4 separate regions of the Zea mays genome follow, and regions 1, 3 and 4 are each linked to region 2. The links are chromatin contacts, called in public Hi-C maps. All regions are on one chromosome and are shown on one strand. Each heading gives the region's core, a stretch centred on a gene start, on an enhancer-like site or on the middle of the called end of the contact. The rest is flanking DNA. Distances are from core to core; before and after follow the strand shown. Region 1 holds the start of LOC100274571 (Auxin response factor 10). Region 2 holds the start of LOC100285492 (receptor-like protein kinase 5). Region 3 holds the start of LOC103650816 (DNAJ heat shock N-terminal domain-containing protein). Region 4 holds the start of LOC103650815 (tRNA (adenine(58)-N(1))-methyltransferase non-catalytic subunit trm6).

Region 1 (2,700 bases), core at 13-2,512, 150 kb before region 2:
ATGCAGATCCTTCGCCACCAGCTCCTGTGTGGGAGGCGACTGGGTCATATCCTGCCGACGGAAAAACAAGAAGGTCAGCTCACCAGACGACACAAAGCTTAAGCAGTACCACGCGCATCTCTAGTTCTATACTTCTATTAATAGCAGAGGAACAGAATCCACAGGGGGGTGTTGAGCGCACACACCAGGGGAGGGAGGCACTCGTCAGCGTGTCGGCGCAGCACAGAGAAGCCACCGTGTGTGCTGGTGTCCGAGGCGGTGAGCGTCTTGCAGAAGGACCTGACTGCTGGCCTCGGCGACGCAGCAGGTGCAGAACTCGGCTTCTCAGCCGGCACATCGGTTTGCTGCACGAACGAGCAAGCAGAGCGAGAGCAAGTGAGAACCTCCTAGTTCCGAGGGAAAATTCCGGAATTACGTGCCGAGCATAGATAGTCCGAGCTGGGAGGGAGGCTACCTCGGGCTCCGGCATGAGCATGATCTGCGCGTAGACCTCGTCGGTGTCCGTCTCCGCCTGCCCAAACCCGCAGAACGCGTAAGCACAGGACCTGGAATCGCTCAGGAGGGGAAACGGGCGCGCTAGGTGCGGAATTGGGGGCGAAAAAACCGGGGGAAGGTAAAAACAAAAAAAAGACGGCGGGAAGTGGAAGGAACCTTGAGCTCGACGTTGAGCACGCGGCAGAGCAGCTTGGGGGGCAGATCGTAGAGGCGCATCTGGTTCCCGGCGACCTGGTTCATGGACGCCTCCACCTGCGAGCCCCCGAGCACTCCAAATCAGCGTCCGGAGCAGGGCAGGGGGGGCGAGGGACAAGCTAAGCTCCAGCGGAGGAGAAGGGAGGAGGAGTACCTGCTCGATGTGCCCCTGGGGGAAGTAGAAGACGAGGTCGCCGACGCGGGGGACGGTGACGAGCGGGCCGGCGCAGGCGCGCCAGAGCTCCGGGTACAGCGGATCCCCTGCCAGGAACAGAGCAAGGCACCATCAGCACGAGGCCCCGCCTCGGAGAGGAGACGGCGGACGCCAAGAGGTAGAGAGATAAGGCCGCCGGAGCTGACCGGATCTGGCGCGCGCGTACCTGAGTTAGACGGGGGCTGGGACGGCGGCGCCATGGCTGTTGCGGGCGGCATCTGACTCGGATCAGGCGGCGGCGGGAAACCCTAGACGGAGGAGGAAGGGGGTTGGGAGGGAGCGAAGGCGGGCGGAAAGGGGGAGGAGGCAGCGGCAGTAGCAGTCGGGAGGGGGGAGAAATGTTTTTGCGTGTGTCTGTGTGTGCGGCGAGGAAGGAGAGGAGGGTAGACGAGAGGGGAGATTCGGTGTGGTCTCTTTGTAGGGAGTAGACAGCGTGACGCAGCGGTGGCGTCCGGACAGAAAGAAAGCCGGTGGTGACACGGCCGCGTTGGCTTGGACCACCGGTTCGCGCGGTCCGGTCCAGTATGGTCCGGTCCGGTCCGGTCCGATGCGCGGGCTGGGAAAGGCGTGTGGGCCCGGGCCGGTGCTTGCGTGTGTGCGGCTGGCTGGCTGCCTGCTGCCTGTCTGGTCTGACCGGCCTGCAGCGGCAGCAAAAGCGAGACGGGGTGTGGTGCGGTGCAGTGCAGCAGCAGCCAGCAGTAGTGCAGTGGCGACTGGCGAGCGCTGCCGCGCACCGCACCAGAGTACCAGACGGACGATGGCCTCCCACGCCGCAGCAGTGCTCTTCTGTTCCGCCTGTGTAGGCCTGTTTGGCAAGGTTTCCGTGAGGTGACGGAGGGGATTACCGCGCCGCTAGAGCGGTCCGACCGACACTTCGCTCTTCCTCAGATTTCCAGTCCACGGAATGACGCTGACGTGGATGGGGAATCAACGAGGAAACCTTGCTCATTCTAGAATATTTAAGGATCATTTATTTAATATTCTACAAATTTTAAGGCTCGTGTTTAAGCTAGGAGTTATGTATGATGAGTAATTGGGTGAATTATAGGTGCTACTTATGGTTTGGTAAGTTACTAGTAACAACCATTTTGATGGTGAGAGTTAGGGAGTGTTATAATCCCAAACAAACCCTCCTTACTTGTAACTGTCATTCTTATGACCATGATGGTTGTCATTAAGCTATTTGACAGCACCTCTTCCCCTACTCTCTTGCATCTATATAAGTGCACACAATCCTTCAAATGCGTATGTGGAAAATACACTCTTATTATTTTCATTCTATTTTCACGGTTGAGCTGCCACTGAAGTTTTTCCCCCTCCCAAATCTATTGCGCACGGAGAGTTGGGAGAGCTAGCATCCGAAGTTTCGAACCCACCATCCGTCGAGGCATTTGTTCGGTGCACAGGCGATCAGGTTTCTGGAGAGCGTCGTCATGACTGCTCGTTGGTGGTATTCATCTTCTTTCACTATAACCAGGGGTGAGAACGGTCGGATACTAGGTTATCCCATATCCTACCATGATATAATTATGTCAGATACATGATCAGATACTGATAGTTAAAATTCGGGACGGATACAAAACGGAATCGAATAATAATTAGGGCGAGTAAGAAATAGATATTGGATATTATTAAAAAAGATAACGGATATTTGTCGAATAGTTCGTCCTAATGATATTAGTTGCCCAACCATCCAACAAACGAACAAAAAAAGGAATACATAATCATGTACTAGCTAGTAGCTCGTGCTTTTACTATGGTTTTTTATATCATATAAATATAAATAGGTATTGAGA
Region 2 (2,700 bases), core at 188-2,687:
CGCGGCGGGGAGCGCGGCCAGGAGGTTCTTGGCGGAGATTTGCGGGGCGAAGGAGACGGGGCCCTTGGCGATCGCGGGCGTGCTCTTGGCGTGGAGGATGGCGAGGCGGATGGCGTAGAGGAAGGCGAGCGCGAGGAGGAAACCGGAGAGGGAGCCGAAGAGGACCCCGAGCGCAATGCGGCGGAGGCGTGCGGCGCCGCCGGCCTGCGCCCGGGGAATCGTGGACCCCGGCGGCAGCGGCGGCGGCGGGGACTGCGTAGCCATGGGCTCCGAGTGGAGCGGCTGGGCGGAGGCGGGCGCGCACAGCGCGAGGAACTCAAGCAGCAGCAGGAGAGTGGTCAGGACCGACAGGGTTTTGGTAGGGTTCCTGCTCGTCATCCTAGCTCCTACCTCCACGAAACAAGCATACACGACTTGCTAGGAGAAACGAATAAAATTCCTTGGACGAGAATAGGGGAGAATCGATCAATGTCCAGGACGAGCCAATTGTTGCCTGCTCCACGCCCACATCACTGGCACACCCAGCATCTTTCCTCCATGGAAATCAGAGGAAAACAACAGGAGACAAGTTGCAAAGGATGCAAGAAGCGAGGAAGCTGCGGAGCTACAAGAACTCGAGCATGGTGCTCGTGATATTTACCTACAGAAAGAGAAAATATGCATCAAAGAAGACGAATCGAAAAGGCAGTCGCCCAAGGCGCGCGCGGCGTGGAGCTCGTGAGGAGTACCTGACGACAACGAACTCAAACAGAGACAAGTGCGAAGGAGCACGCCTGGTCTCACCACCACCTCCCAAGCAAGCGGCGGCTCACGCACGCGTTTGTCGCCTCCCACCAAGAAATCAACCGAGGTTAGCGGCGCTCACCGCATCACGGAGCACGCTCTGCAAGCATGATCTCCCCCCTTTCCTCTCGCTCCTCTAATCCTCTCTCTCACTGGCGCCGAGCTGCGTGCTCCCTTCTCCCTCCAGAAAGCTTCAAACCGAAAGGACAAGAGGGAGCAAGAATTATCCAAAGCTGAGCCCTCGCCGGCCCGCTCGCTCGGTCACCTGGGGCGCTGCTCGCAATAAGTTACTCGGAGAGCAGAGCAGTGTGGCATTGGTGTGGGCGCCCAAAGCAAGCTAAAAGCCGAGAGCTTTCTTGACGCATCCCTCTCCCCTCGGCCCTCGCAGGCGGCTCGCGTCCACCACCATGCCGTGCGACCGGACCCGGACCAGCCAAACATTCTCCTCCGCCCCGTCCCCGCTCCCCGGCGCGCGCGCGCGACTGGATTGGACTCTCTCTCTCTCTCGTTTCTACCCCTCACCCGCGGGGCCCAGGGGTGCAGCGCGGCGCGTGGCCGTAGCGGAGGGCGATGGCCGATGGGCGAGAGAGGAGGAGCCCAAGACGGAGCAGAGATGCCTTGATGCCCGTGCACAGCAATTGCCCACACTGTTTCGAATCTCTTTCTTTTATCTGTCCTTGTCCATCTTCCCCCCCTCAAAGTGAGAACTGTCGCTTCTCCCCCGCAGTACTGCCGCCTCTGGTGGGAGGAGTAAATTCTCCTTTCACCTGGTAATCTTGCATTCAATGGATTACTGCTACGGAACCGGACGAGGGACGAGCAAAAACAACTTTTATGGACGGCATTTGGCTGTGGCTTTGCGCGGAAAAAAGTTGTAGTTGTTGAGAACTACGTTATCACGGATCACTAGATCCGCTCCCTTCCCTCCCGTTAGCAGTAGAGGCGTAAGAAGATGTAGAGAACCTGTCTCCCTTCACATAAACATCACAGAGAAAACACACGAGACACTGGATATAGGGTTGGGCCTCTGGCCTCTTTCTGATCTACTCATATGATGGGGTGTACAGGTTCCTTATATAGAGATGTGAGACCCCTCAGGGGCAAAGCCGGTATTTGCCCACATAACCCTAACTAGGGTTACTTAACACTCCCCCTTGGGCGAATACCGCGACCAACACATGCCTCGTTAAAACTCCGAAAAACCCAGTGGGAAAAATATGGAGAAAGAGTGCATGGTGATACAAATTGCATTTGCACTTTGTTGCCTCGTTAAAAACCTCGTGTGAGAAACTTCAAGAAAACTCACCAAGGGAAAAAGAGTACAACAGCTGTCATCGGGACAAATTTCGATCCTCTGGGATCTAGATTCTATCGAATCATCTACAAGGGCTAACTTTAGAAATGTGCTCCCCCTGATCCTTGCAAAATCGTATCACTAAGGCAAAACATCTTCTTCTGGAAATATATGCACATAAAGATTTAGCAAACGGATTGCATATCCTTGCAAGGACTATTTCAGGAACTTTACCTCAACTCACTTCTAGGATGTACGAGGTAAGTGCACGTATCAATATAAATAAACCACTTTGACCGATGGTGTTCGATCGACTGGATCTATATATTTGATAGAAAGTTCCATAAAGGTTCACATATTGATCATCAAACTCACGCCTTCAGGGCATAGAATATGACATTTATTGTCTCATGATTGTGATCAATATAAGCATTCGCTCCCCCTGACGATGACATCTGTCAAAGTCGTTATCCCTCGTAACTTAAGCATATTCTTCAAGATATATGTCTCATTGTTCATCTGGAATAACGAGAATGGATGAGGTTGGGGTGCTATCATTTTCTATCTTACACCACAATTTGTACATAGTTGTGCAAAGCAAATAACATGTCCTTCAATAGGAC
Region 3 (2,812 bases), core at 256-2,755, 150 kb after region 2:
CAGGTTTATCTGTCAATCTGAGTAAATGTGCTGTCTATCCTATCCGCTGCGACTCGCTGCAGCTAGAGCATATCATGCAGCCTTTCTCGTGTGCCATCAAAGCTTTTCCGTGCAAGTACCTTGGGCTGCCTTTAACTTGCCGACCATTGCGTCGAGTGGATTTCCAGCCGCTGCTTGACAAATTGGCTGGTAAATTATCGGCATGGAAAGGGAAGCTGCTTGATAAAGCTGGAAGACTGACTCTGGTAAATTCAGTGCTCACGGCTGTCCCGGTGCATTTTTTGACAGTTTTCCCTTTGAAGAAGTGGGCCATTAAGAAGATCGATAAAATTAGGAGGTCTTTCCTTTGGAGAGGTGCTGAAAATGCTAATGGTGGGCACTGTCTAGTGAATTGGACCAAGTCTGCCAGACCGAAATCCTTGGGTGGCCTTGGCATCTTGGATCTAGAGCGTTTCAGCCGTGCTTTGCGCCTCAGGTGGCTTTGGCTCAACTGGACTGATTCTAATAGGCTGTGGGCTGGTTCTCAGATACCCTGTGATAAAATAGATGCAGCTTTGTTCCGGGCATCAACATCTGTAACGGTTGGCAACGGACTGAAGACAAATTTTTGGCATGACGCTTGGCTCTCAGGCAAAGCTCCGATTGACATTGCACCTAGCTTGTACCCCCTGGCATGGCGCAAAAATAGATCGGTGGCTGAACAATTGGTTAACCTCAATTGGACGAGAGGTCTCTGGAGAATGAAAAATGTTCAACAGATGGCTGAATTCATACAATTGTGGAACCATATTGAGGGGGTGCAGCTCAATGACCAGGAAGATTGCATTCGGTGGATATGGACCGAGAATGGAGTGTACTCTTCCAAATCAGCTTATCTTGCACAATTCAAGGGCTCTTACAGTGCTTTCAAAGCAAAATCTATCTGGAAGGCGCACGCCGAAGGGAAACATAAGTTCTTTGTGTGGCTGCTCATTCAAGCAAAGATCCTCACAGCAGATAAACTAAGTCAAAGAAATTGGCCATGCAATCCTGTGTGTGTCCTTTGCGATCAAGAGCCGGAGACTGCGATTCACCTTTGCCTCAAGTGCCCATTTGCTTTGGAAGTGTGGGAGTTAGTTAGGTCGTGGACCAATAATCTGATCATGTCGCCCAGCTCAGATATTCAGAGCTTTGATTCATGGTGGGCTGCTGTGCTCCAAAACAAATCGAAAGAAGATCAACTCACTGTTTCGGGTTTGCTTATGTACTTCACCTGGAATATTTGGAAGGAGCGGAATCGGCGTATTTTTGAGGGCAAGCAAGCATCGACACAAGTGGTCTTTCATCTGGCCAAACAAGAAATGGCGTTGAGACGAGCTGCAGTTGGGCATCCATGTGTAGTGTAATGTCTTCTCTTTTTTGGATTGTGTTTGAGTGTTTTTCGTTATATGTAATAGCAACTTTTTAAGACTCTTGTTTCCCTTCTCTCCTTAAATGAAATAGCAGAGCTCCTGCACTAAGTTTTCAAAAAAAAAAACACTTTCATACAAGTGGGTTGCCTCCAAGGCAGTTTCTATACTTACAAGTTAGAAAATATCCTCATATGGGTACTAAGGAGCTGCAGCTTGGGTTGCAAGATGAGCACGAGTGCATAATTGGCTATGATACAGTCTGGAAAGGAAAAGAAAAGGCTTTGGCTGAATTGTATGATTCATGCCAAGAGAGTTTTCAGCTGTTGTACAATTGGAGGTCAGGGGTCACGAAGGTTTTCGGTAGACCATGGCTTGGCAGACAGCAGACTACTACTAGCAACAAAATCAGTCATTAAATCGATCCGATCGGTTCACATCCCGCGAGATAATCCATGGCTGGGTGCTAGGGTTTACGGCTTCCTCCATTCGCACGCACCCCTGGGCGCTGCGGGCTCGCGGAGCAGGATCGATCAGTTCGGTAAGGACACAGATCCTCGTTTCTTTCCCATTCCTTATTCGCGTCTGATGGAACGCCTAGGCTAGGCTCTGCCGCGCTGAGTTCGCTTAAATCCCAATTGGAATCAGCGGCGCAAGCGCAATGCTTGCCTCTGACCTTGGTTCTTCCGGCGCAGGATGGAGGATGGGGAGACGGAGGAGGCGCAGCGGGACGCGATCACGGCGAGGATGCGGGCCCAGGACTACGCGGGCGCGAGGGCGCTGCTGCTGCGGACGCTTCAGACGAACCCCAGGCTGGAGGGTGCCCTGGAGATGCTCCCGGTGCTCGAGGTCCTCTGCTGCGCCGCCGCCGGCCGTGGGGGCGTGGACTGGTACAGAGTCCTCCAGGTGCTGCCTGTGGATGACGCCGCCAGGATCGAGGCGCGCTACAAGAGCATCGTGGCCCAGGTGGAGCCGGCCATGGGGGCTCTGCCCGGCGCCGAATTGGCCCTCAAGCTCGTCGACGAGGCTTACGCGGTGCTGTCTGATCCAGAGAAGCGAGAGGGGTTTGATTCGAGCAACGTTTTCACCCGGTTCGTTCGGTCCGGTGTCGTTGATGCTCCACCGCCCGGTGGCACACTCGTCCGTCCTGACAGGGTGAGCAGCCTTCACACAAACAAGATTATGGCGTTAAATGGTACGAGCAATGCAGTCTCGCGTACCAACCACGCCGACAGGCCATGCTTTGATGGAAGGGATTCCCGTCTTTCAAATGTGGCGAGTTCATCCGGGACTAAGAGGATGGATCCTTGCTTTCTTGCTGATGACGGTGAGTTGCAGTCACCTGATGGCACTCATGTTAACAAGGGGCAAAAGAGTGTCAGTGAAAAGGATGTTTATTGCATGTCTCCCTCACAGGAAAACTG
Region 4 (2,700 bases), core at 164-2,663, 200 kb before region 2:
TCAGATTTGCCTATTCACCCCCTCTAGACGACTTTCAGTTGCGGCTGCTGTTGACGCAACAGACGCGCGGGAGAGTGCCCGAGCCGGTGGCGGCGCGAGGGGTACCCTCGGCCCCGAGTGGTGGCCTCGATGGATTTTGAGTGAAGTCATGAGCTAGGGTTCTGTGAGGCGGCGGGTGCGGGTTTCGATCTCGTCATGCTAGCCGCAGGTGGAGGCTGTTGCAGTGAGGGAGGAGGGGGCGTGGGGGCGTGGCAGACATGGAAGGGGGCGACGATTGGGGCATGCGGGAGAAGGGGCCGATAGCTGGGGCATGGCGGGATGATGGAGTCGGGGGCGGAGGTAGCGGGTGTGGATAGGCGGGGGCATGCCGACATGGGGGGAGGGCGAGGGCGAGGACGATGCCATGGATACCGCGACGAGATTAGCGGCGCCATGGATGCCGCACGGGGGGGGGGGGGGGGGGGAGGGGTGGAGGGCTAGGGCGGAGGCGTGGTGAAGCAAGTGGTGGACGCCTACACTATAGCCATATAGAATAGTAGAGATTTTATCAGATGAGAAAGTTGGTTCCACATTTCCACTATTGGTGATCTAAAAGGCTATTGCATTAAAATTGGAACTTAAGGGGTATGACTTTGAACCTTAACCATTGTGTACTCAACATGGTACTTATGTTGTTGGTTTATGAACATTCCCATAATTCAATACTCAGCTGCTATCCCCATACTTCAAATATTCAATGTTATCAAATATTTGCAATGATTAGTACGCTACTATTATGTATATTTTAAGGGATTCTTATTTGTATTATATTGATGTTATGATATGATTATTGCATCTCTTGTGTCGAGCTACACATTTGAAGTGGTAATTAGTCGGTGTTCTCGGTTTAAGGGGGTGTTTGTCTTGGATTATAATCTGCCTAGATTATATAATTCAACAAATTTTGAACTAACACTTACACCTCATTTATTTACCCTCTAGATTATATAATCAACTTAAATAAATCACGACGAACAACACATATTGTTAGATGAATTATATAATCTAGATAACTAGATTATGATAATCCATAGTCAAATCAATAGGTGATTATGTAATTCATAAGCTGGATTATATAATCCTAGAAGAAAACAAACAAGAACTTAGTTCAAAAGTTGTTGGATTATATAATCTGTACAGATAATAATCCCAAAGAAATGCCCCCTAAATTACGACCGTTATCGACATGCATACGACCGTATCGTTCCTGATATTTCTTATATCTTCGTTTTTCGGACGGAGTATTTTAGATTACCATTTTTATATGTAAATATGAAATCAAAAATGGTTAGACGATTTTCACGGCAATTTCCCACGGTTTTCATCCCTAGTGGCATGCTTATCGGGCCGTCTCTCCATCCCTGTTGTGGAGTCTGGTTGGGTGGGATCCGACCCAACCCGACCCGCTCGCTCCTTAAACCCTCGCTTGTCGTCGCTTCGCTTTCTCCCCAACTCCAACTCCCGCTTCACGCCCACACCAATGGACCCGCAGCCGCCACCGATTTGCCGGGAGGCGTGGGAGGGCTGCAGCGTCCTCCTCGACATCAATGACGGCGACCGCCTAGCCTTCTTCCGCCTCACCCCCGGCGCGTCAGTCCCACCCTCCTTCCCTTCCCTCAGCTTCCTGACATCGCAACTCCGCCCCCACCCCTCAAACCAATCGTTTGTGTGTGCGCAGGACGGTGAAGATTGGGAACAAGACTTGTTCACTGAAGCCGCTCGTGGGACGCCCCTTTGGCTCCCTATTCCGCCTCGGCGCCGGCGGACTCGTTCCCTGCGCCGCCGCGGACGCCACATCTCGTGGTAAGGATAGATTCTGATTCGAAGCCTCTATCGAGCTGAATTGCCAGCTCGAGGTTAAACCTTTTTAAAGCTCAACAAGTTGTAACCTTTTACTCGCAAAGCTCAAGCCTTTTCTGTTTTCATTCAGTGTGCAATTTTCAGTTAACTGAAAACATAACAGAAGCACATTATTGTTCATAGTTAGTCAGCTATTAGGCCTCATCTATATCCAAGTTCTGTGAAGTTGCTGTTCCATTGTGCCATATGTACAATGTGCCTAATTAATGAAAGCCTAATTTTTTGAACTAGTTTCCTACAAACAAATCATTCTCTCTTCTTTTTAACAAAGATAAGGGTCATGCTGCAATGATTCTTACTGTCTAGGTTAACAGTTAACTAATGCCCCCTCTTTCTTTCATGGTGTACTCATCATTATGCACACTATCTGATTTTTGTAACACTGACTCATTTATCTAGATCATAACACGCCAGATGATGCCAATGGACAAACGCAGGATGAAACCAGAGACAATAGGTCTCTGGTTGATAATAATACAGCTCAAAATTTATCTAGCGATGACATAGAGGCAATGAAGAGGTGATATTCTGATCATATTTGACTTCTATTGAATATACACTATGTTTTCTTCTCTGTTCACTCTGATTTACTTCCAAGTATGTATGCAATTTGATTTTCCAAAACAGGGATGGTGCAACTGGTGACGAGATTGTAGAAGCTTTAATAGCAAACAGCTCAACATTTGGAAATAAAACTGTCTTCTCACAGGTTAGTACAATAATTTATTAGCTTTACTTTCTTTGGTCTCCTTAAGTTTCAAATTCGTTGATGATTGATTTGATTAAATCATTTTGGTTGCA

What was found. A called contact is a pair of places that touch in the nucleus more often than the background predicts.
Region 1: a Hi-C map of ear shows a contact between it and region 2, with 5 times the contacts expected there. The contact joins the promoter of LOC100274571 here to the promoter of LOC100285492 in region 2. A contact is called at or near these places in 2 of 25 Hi-C or Micro-C datasets (ear and endosperm).
Region 3: a contact with region 2 is called in a Hi-C map of ear, with 1.6 times the contacts expected there. The contact joins the promoter of LOC103650816 here to the promoter of LOC100285492 in region 2. A contact is called at or near these places in 2 of 25 Hi-C or Micro-C datasets (ear and tassel).
Region 4: a Hi-C map of ear shows a contact between it and region 2, with 1.7 times the contacts expected there. The contact joins the promoter of LOC103650815 here to the promoter of LOC100285492 in region 2. A contact is called at or near these places in 2 of 25 Hi-C or Micro-C datasets (ear and tassel).

The regions. Positions count from the first base shown.
Region 1 is chr3:158,787,313-158,790,012 of Zm-B73-REFERENCE-NAM-5.0, forward strand. It overlaps LOC100274571 (Auxin response factor 10), which reads right to left and starts at 1,263. Exons shown (of 14, transcript NM_001320127.1): 1 at 1,071-1,263; 2 at 845-951; 3 at 652-747; 4 at 455-511; 5 at 186-344; 6 at 1-51. The coding sequence starts at 1,122.
Region 2 is chr3:158,940,495-158,943,194 of Zm-B73-REFERENCE-NAM-5.0, forward strand. It overlaps LOC100285492 (receptor-like protein kinase 5), which reads right to left and starts at 1,438. Exons shown (of 3, transcript NM_001318097.1): 1 at 729-1,438; 2 at 1-640. The coding sequence starts at 378.
Region 3 is chr3:159,088,611-159,091,422 of Zm-B73-REFERENCE-NAM-5.0, forward strand. It overlaps LOC103650816 (DNAJ heat shock N-terminal domain-containing protein), which reads left to right and starts at 1,506. Exons shown (of 2, transcript XM_008676399.3): 1 at 1,506-1,929; 2 at 2,084-2,812. The coding sequence starts at 2,085.
Region 4 is chr3:158,735,626-158,738,325 of Zm-B73-REFERENCE-NAM-5.0, forward strand. It overlaps LOC103650815 (tRNA (adenine(58)-N(1))-methyltransferase non-catalytic subunit trm6), which reads left to right and starts at 1,414. Exons shown (of 13, transcript XM_008676397.3): 1 at 1,414-1,629; 2 at 1,718-1,842; 3 at 2,299-2,419; 4 at 2,527-2,608. The coding sequence starts at 1,520.